2 separate regions of the Danio rerio genome follow, and region 1 is linked to region 2. A link is a contact called in public HiCAR-type data. All regions are on one chromosome and are shown on one strand. The core of a region is the stretch at or near the end of the contact, and the rest is flanking DNA. Distances in the headings are between cores, read along the strand shown. Region 1 holds the start of pias2 (protein inhibitor of activated STAT, 2). Region 2 holds the start of arid3c (AT rich interactive domain 3C (BRIGHT-like)).

What was found. HiCAR-type assays count read pairs that join an accessible place to other places.
Region 1: a contact with region 2 is called in a HiCAR-type map of caudal fin, with 8 times the contacts expected there. The contact joins the promoter of pias2 here to the promoter of arid3c in region 2. A contact is called at or near these places in 7 of 18 Hi-C or Micro-C datasets (caudal fin, embryo, fibroblasts and 2 more) and 3 of 4 datasets of contacts at active chromatin or transcription factors (caudal fin, embryo and gastrula embryo).

The regions. Positions count from the first base shown.
Region 1 is chr5:42,367,713-42,371,383 of GRCz12tu, forward strand. pias2 (protein inhibitor of activated STAT, 2) reads left to right here and starts at 2,040. Exons shown (of 15, transcript NM_001326481.1): 1 at 2,040-2,123; 2 at 3,549-3,671. The coding sequence starts at 2,100.
Region 2 is chr5:42,229,690-42,233,197 of GRCz12tu, forward strand. arid3c (AT rich interactive domain 3C (BRIGHT-like)) reads left to right here and starts at 1,497. Exons shown (of 8, transcript NM_001100039.1): 1 at 1,497-1,535; 2 at 3,030-3,508. The coding sequence starts at 1,497.

The DNA of each region.
Region 1 (3,671 bases), core at 790-3,289, 140 kb after region 2:
CGTACTTACATTACACAACTACTGTTGATCATACTGTCACAGACAGATTTCCAATGTCTGCAAAACAAAAACATCGGATTGCAGTCAAAACTGTGGAGGTTGCAGTCAACAATGTGGAGGTCACAAACTCAAGCAGTCGCAGATGCTGCCTGTATTAATTTTATATTTATCTTGTAGAATGCACCACAGTGATCCAGGTAGTCTACAGTCCCGTAGAAGAATAAATAAAAATAAATATTTTCATTATTATTATTATTATTATTATTAGTAGTAGTAGTAGTAGTAGTAGTAGTATTATATTTGAGATGTCATTTTTAATTGACATTTTGTAACGTGTGTTAATTATTAGCCTGTCAAATTTTAATTATTTAAAAAATATTTCCCATGTGTTGTTTAACAGGGAGAGATTTTATTCATTTATGTATTTATTTTTTATTTCAGTAGTAATAAGGGCATATTAATAACTGTTCTAATTTGTAAATGAGAATATGAAATGTAAGCATTGGGTTAAACAGAGGTCTGATCAGGAACGAAAACCCTCAGTCAATAATCTGGTGATGGTAGATTAGCTCTGAGCTCCATCTGCTGGACAACAGACTGTAACTGTCATCCTGAAAAGCTAAATTGGTATGTTCACACTATAAAAACACTTAATCGTGAGACAAAATTCATTACAGTTCCTTAATGGTTCTCAAAGTTTTGGCTCCAAGACTTCATTTACAACATTTGGATGACTTTCAGTTGTTTAACATGTTAATCAGTTAAATGGGGCTTGGTATAGTTATGTATATAGTGTATACAACTATACACTACTATAATCATAAGCTGTATACTAAAACATAATATATATATTTTAGATATTTTTAATGATTTCCAACATCTACAAAGACAACATAAACAGTTGTTAATGTGTGGATTATAAAAAAGTTTTTATTTAACCATTTTAAATTCTCAAGGCTCCCTTAGAGTGACACGGTGGCTCAGTGGTTAGCACTGTCTCCTCACAGCAAGAATGTCGCTGGTTCGAGCCTCAGCTGGGTCAGATGGCAATTCTGTGTGGAGTTTGCATGTTCTCCCCATGTTCGTGTGGTTTTACACTGGGTGCTCTCCTTTCCCCCACTGTCCAAAGACATGCTATAGGTGTATTGAATGAACTAAATTGGCCATAGTGTTTGTGTGGGTGGGAATGTCAGTGTGTATGGGTGTTTCCGCTGTGTAAAACATATGCTGGATAATTTGGCGGTTTATTCCACTGTGGTGACCCTTGATTAATAAAGGGACTAAAAGCCAAGAAGAAAATGAATGAATGAATGAATGAATGAGGCCCCCTTAGAATTTTGCTGCCCCCTGGTGGAACACCACTAGCATAAACTAAATGGTCTCAAACTTAATTCCTGGAGAGCCACAGCTCTGCATAGTTTAGTTTCAACCACCTCCAACTCACACCTCTCTAGTAGTCTTGAATACCTTAATTAGTTGAATAAGCCATGTTTGATTATGGTTGGAGCAAAACTGTGCAGAGCTGCAGGCGACCCTCCAAGAACTGAGTTTGAGACCCATCTATGCTGTACAGCTTTTTTACTTCATCTTATTTGCCTTGGTGCTAAAAGGTTTGTTGGAATCACATTAGAGCTTACATGAGGACATACTCTCAGAAAAACAGTTTCAAAACACATTTCTAGTGGCGAAAGAGAGTACAGGAATCACACAATGCAAGTAAAAACGCTTCCAATATATCTGCGATATTTAGGATTAGATTATTGCAGATAACATTGCCACCCAAAAAGACTAATTAACAAACATAACATTGAACTAAAATGTTTATAAACAATTTGAACTGATTAACAGGATTTTACTTTTCGATGGCTAAATGATCTCCTCCTTGTGGAAAAATAATTATAATTTCGTTCACAGCGAAGGATTCTGTGGTTGATTACTGAATAACGGAAACTATTCCCAAAATATGGGTAAGGGGAAAAGCAAATCAGGGAACCTCAGAAGAAAATAAAAATGCACAAATGAACGACGTGACCCCTTTAACCAGCCTGTGTCACGTGACTCGACATCTCCGGACTAGCCAGGATGAGCGCAGCCAGAAAATGGCGGATATTGAGGAGTTACGGGTAGGCGAAAGTGCAATGATAGCTGGCTACTTCTTTGCGTCTTTCACATGCTGAAGGCATTTTGCAGTTGACGTTATGTTATGCTATTATGCCCGTCCGTTGGCCTTTGATGCGTTAGTTTCTTCATAGTTAAAAGAGAAACGCGACATCCCTCCGTTATTCGGGTTATGGTTAGCCTGTTAGCCACCAACCCGCTACTCGTTTAGCTCTCGAGATGCTACACAAACGTTGAAGATCAGCCTCAAAATGCCACTGCTTTTATTGCCACCATTGACTGCATGAAAACGCTTTATTATAATGCCTAACTGAACTTGACGACTGTTCGCTTCAGGTAAAAAGTTTTTACGTTCTTCACTGCTCGACTTGTTTTGGCTGGTCTTTTGTTAGCTAACGTTAGCGTCCGGCAGCTATTGACATTGTTTACATGTAACTTACACACAGGTGATGCTTGATTTATTAGAAGTGTTTGCAAGGGAGACATATGTTTAATCCAGCGTGTCCAGAGTCTCTTTGTGCGTGTAAATGAAAGTGAACGTGCGTTTTATATCATAATTGCTAAGTTAAACAATGGAAAATATACACACTGAGAATGTTGTTTACAAGCTCTAACTGTAAATAGTTTGCGGCAAACAAAACAAACTTGACTTCTGTTTCATATTTTCCTCAACATAAGCACTTTAGTAGTGTGATGCATACATCACTTTTCTGAAATTGAACGTATTCAGCTCCAACAAACGTTAACCATGCCATAAGAAAGGTATACTGTGTGTACTGGATACGTTAATGTTAGACACTTGCTGTTATATCTGTCATTACATAACTGACTGATTCATGCTGTCCTGTAAAGTGTTCAGAATTGTCCAGATTTGCTGTAAACCAAGTTTCCCGCCAGCAGTTCTGTTGATTTCTCTTGAGATCAACGTGAACATCTGTTTTGTTCTTTGTCATGTTCTCGATGTTCATCTAATGGGTCTTGGAATTATTCTCAACATTTTAGATGCATTTCGGTCATTTGTTAAGGATTATTAAAGAAAAAAGGATTAACACGTAAGAACAATCAAGCATGGACCGTGTAATGAAGGGTCAGTTGAGATTTTCTTATTTCTTTGGGGTTTCTTGAAAGGGTGTTTTTTGGGTGGGCTGTCACCTCACTTCACACATAATTCTTTGTTAATTAATCTGGTTACTAATTAAATGACACTTTTTGGTTTAAAAAAAACTGTCATAACCATTTTCCACAAGCTTATGCCATGTTGATTTTGATGCAAAGGTTTATGTCTTGCTAAAATCTTAAAACAAAAGTTGTAAAAGTACACAAAATGGCATAGAGGGTGGTTATATTTACTAACCTGTGGCAAATGTATTCTTACTAATGTGTGGTGTTTCTTTTTTTTTTTTGTTGCCTTGTCTGGATTTATTTTTCAGAATATGGTATCAAGTTTCCGTGTCTCAGAGCTCCAAGTACTGTTAGGTTTTGCTGGAAGGAATAAGAGCGGTCGCAAGCATGAACTTTTGCTGAGGGCTCTGCATCTACTGAGGAGTGGTTGT
Region 2 (3,508 bases), core at 247-2,746:
GTACAATTTAATTTGTTGCCTAAATTGCACATCTTAAAATTAAATCTGGTGTTCTTGTATTTTCAGTGAGCTGTTGCTTACAGTGAATTGTTAATCATTCTGTTTCGCACAATTCCTCAAATAAAAAAGCACAGAAATGGCAACAGATCAGAAGAACAGGAGTAATTCCAGCATTATGGGTGTGACATTTGCAGTAAAGACTCAAAACATACATTCTCTGAGAAAGTCTATGTTTACATTATATTGAGACATCTGTTTATATTTTCCTAAACAATTCACCACAGAGTTGAGGGATCAGAAAAATATCAATCTCTAAAAATTTTTTTGTATTTTAAATGAGGGAAATAAACATGCATTATGGATGTGACTAAAAAAGTTTGCGAGTTATACAACATACTTTGTAGAAATTCTGTGAATTAAACTGCACAGCCCAAAAAAAAAAAAAAACAATGCTTATCAAAAGGATAAGAGTTCACCCTCTACAGAACAAAAATAATTGATTTTATTTTATTTGACATTTTTGCATTTATGAGGAAAAAGCTTCATTATGGATGTGACATCTTTTCGTTATGGATGTGAATTTGCCAATTGTGTGACTTTGGTAAATCAAATATAATAGTTTAAACCCGTTGACAGAGACATGTTTGAGTATTTTAAAAGTCCTGTAAAATACTTTTTTTTACACAAAAATATAGAAAAGATTTCGCTATTTTGATGGAAACTTATTTTTTCATGGCAAGGTTGACATTTCCATGGAATTGCTCACTCAAATACTTTTAATAATAAATGTTAAAAAATGCTGAAAAAAGCTTAATTAATTACATTTCCACAGTCTATATCATCATATATTTATATAGAAACTGTCTTGTCCAGAAACACGTATATAATAAGTAGGCTAAAAATGTAAGCATGCATTTGTTTTGAGGGGCAGATTATTAATTGGATTAAATTTTGCATAGGGTATACAGTAGGCAATAGCCTATACTTTATCATTTGCGTTTTACGCACAAAAAGCTCAAATTAATCTCAGACATATATCTTTCTACATATAAACAATTTGAACTGTTAAGCTTAAGTTTTTGGTCTAAGTTAAAACGAGAACATTGTCAAAACGTTGAGCTTGAAATAAAGTTTAAAGCGGCGCGTTTGAAGAGGAGCGCGCGCAGGAAGCGGCTCAGCTGTATTTCTGTTGGCTGAGTGCAGACCCTGCCCTGATTGCCTTATATCCATGTCTATTGACGTGTAGAGAGCAGATGGAGGCAGAGGGACTGATCTGATCTCTAGTCCTCAGAGGTCATTCTCGCTACAGTTACAGCCACTTGTTGCCAAATCGCTCCGAGAGCGCGAGCGCGTCGCGAAACCGTTTTCGAAAAGAGCGATTTCTTTGCGTTCGCGGCACACTTCTAGATGTTAAGACTGGACTACAACCACTTCTGACTTTGTTTGGGGAAAAAAGGTCACTTTTGAGCACATTCGTCGCATTTGACGGGAGAAGCATGGTTGACAACACAAGCATAGCGACTAAATCTGCACTGGTAAGCACGCGCTTTTGCTCCTTGGGTAGAACTGAGGGAACGTTATGTTTATTGTGTTACATTAGTTTATGTACTGTATTTCATTGTTTAGTGCACTTATCTGCTGTTTTAGCCTAGCGAATGTTGTGTTGGACTACAATGCACACGCTGCCCTTCGACCTACAGCTACAGTAGCAACGCAGCGAATATATATAGGCTACATACATACATGCATACACACACACAACTGTCATATTTCTGTCACTGAATTATTCGAGGTCGGTTCTGAAATGTTAGCTTGCATTTATTTACAGCTTCATTGATGATGACCGCCAGGTAGTTTGTGTAATTGAACTTTTTTGTGGAATCCTTTTCCCTGAGAAATCACTATTCTAGCCCGGAGACAGACCTGCAAAGTTCATTTATCCTTTCAATTGTGATTAAATTATTATTTGATCGGTGTAGGCTAATATTAGAAACAATATTTTAACAGTTCACCAATGTATAATTGCTGCATTACATGTAATACATTGGCGCCGAGCTGGCAGATTAGCTCACTTTTGCCGACTAATTTGTAAGTGATAAAAAAAGCAACAAAAAATAAAATAAAATCAAGTAAACAAAACCGGCAAGTTAGTGACAAATGAATAGATGAAAACAAAGTTATGACAGCTAAGGTTATGGAAATATTTTTATTGACACTCAGTCTTGTGTTTTTCCTTTTCAATCTTTAAATAAGCCACAATTTTTAGGCCTATAGGTTAGTTAACTATTATAATATTAATAGGCCTATTACAATATTAAAAAGACTATTCTCGACTAAAGATTCGACAAGAACTTGATTTGCATTACATATTATGGAAACATTTTAAAGAAAATATTGCTGAACCATAAAATGTATGTAATTGTGTGTGTGTGTGTGTGTGTGTGTGTGTGTGTGTGTGTGTGTGTGTGTGTGTGTGTGTGTGTATACTGCCTAGGCACGTCGATGCTCTCTCAAAATGTCATTTGGCGCCACTAGATTAGCATTAGCTAAACAACAATTAGGCCTATCGAAAATTATTTTTAAACCAATTAATACATATTCTGTTTCTGTTAAACATGTTAAACTACAATAAAGTAGCCTGAAATATTAAGTTTTTATTCTTATTGTACCGCCTGAAGTAGAAATTAACATCGCGCGAGAAACGTCAATACTAGCAAACTAACTTTACCTTGAGTTTTTAGCCTACTGCTTTAGGATGACAGGAGTTCTGGCTAACTTAAAATAAACTTTTGTACTTGGTAAAAGTGCCATTTATTTTTATGACAATTGACACTCTGTACTTCAATGTGAAAAACAATATGTAACAGCTACTTTTCTCCCCCATCCCCCACAATTTTTGGCGGGGGGGTCAAGGTATTCAAAAATGCTCTCCGACTCTCCATAACGTCTCATAATTCGCACACTTCCCTCAAAACTCGCCATAATTCAGCCAAAAAACTATAGTAACTTTAGCTTTGTGTCGCCCACAGCAAGCCGCTTTCTCGTCGGCGAGCAGCCTTCCTCTGCTGGTCAGCTCCCCCGGCGCGCACGGTCAGTCGGGCGGCGGCGGCGGGATGAAGCTGGAGGCGGTCATGGAGAACCTGCAGCGGCAGCAGGCGGCTCGACTCGCCCTGGAGGAGAAGCTCCGCCAAGCCGAAAAGGAGAAAGACATCAGGTCTATGGTAGAGTCACAGATTCAACAGCAAGCTCTGGCTTTCCGCCACTACCAAGCAGCCGTCAGGGGAGCGTTCGCCGCGGGAGTCCCGAACTCGAGCTCCGGGCACCCGCTTGAGCGCAGAGCTGAGTCCGATATCGATGATGAAGATGATGAGGATGACGACCCGGAGCTGGACCGCGGCATGGACGATGAAGAGCGCGACATGGACGAAGATGACAGTATGAACGAGGGTGGAGGGGATGAAGACTTGGAAGGACCCCTTGCTCATTACCCACCTCGCCACGCTGTTTA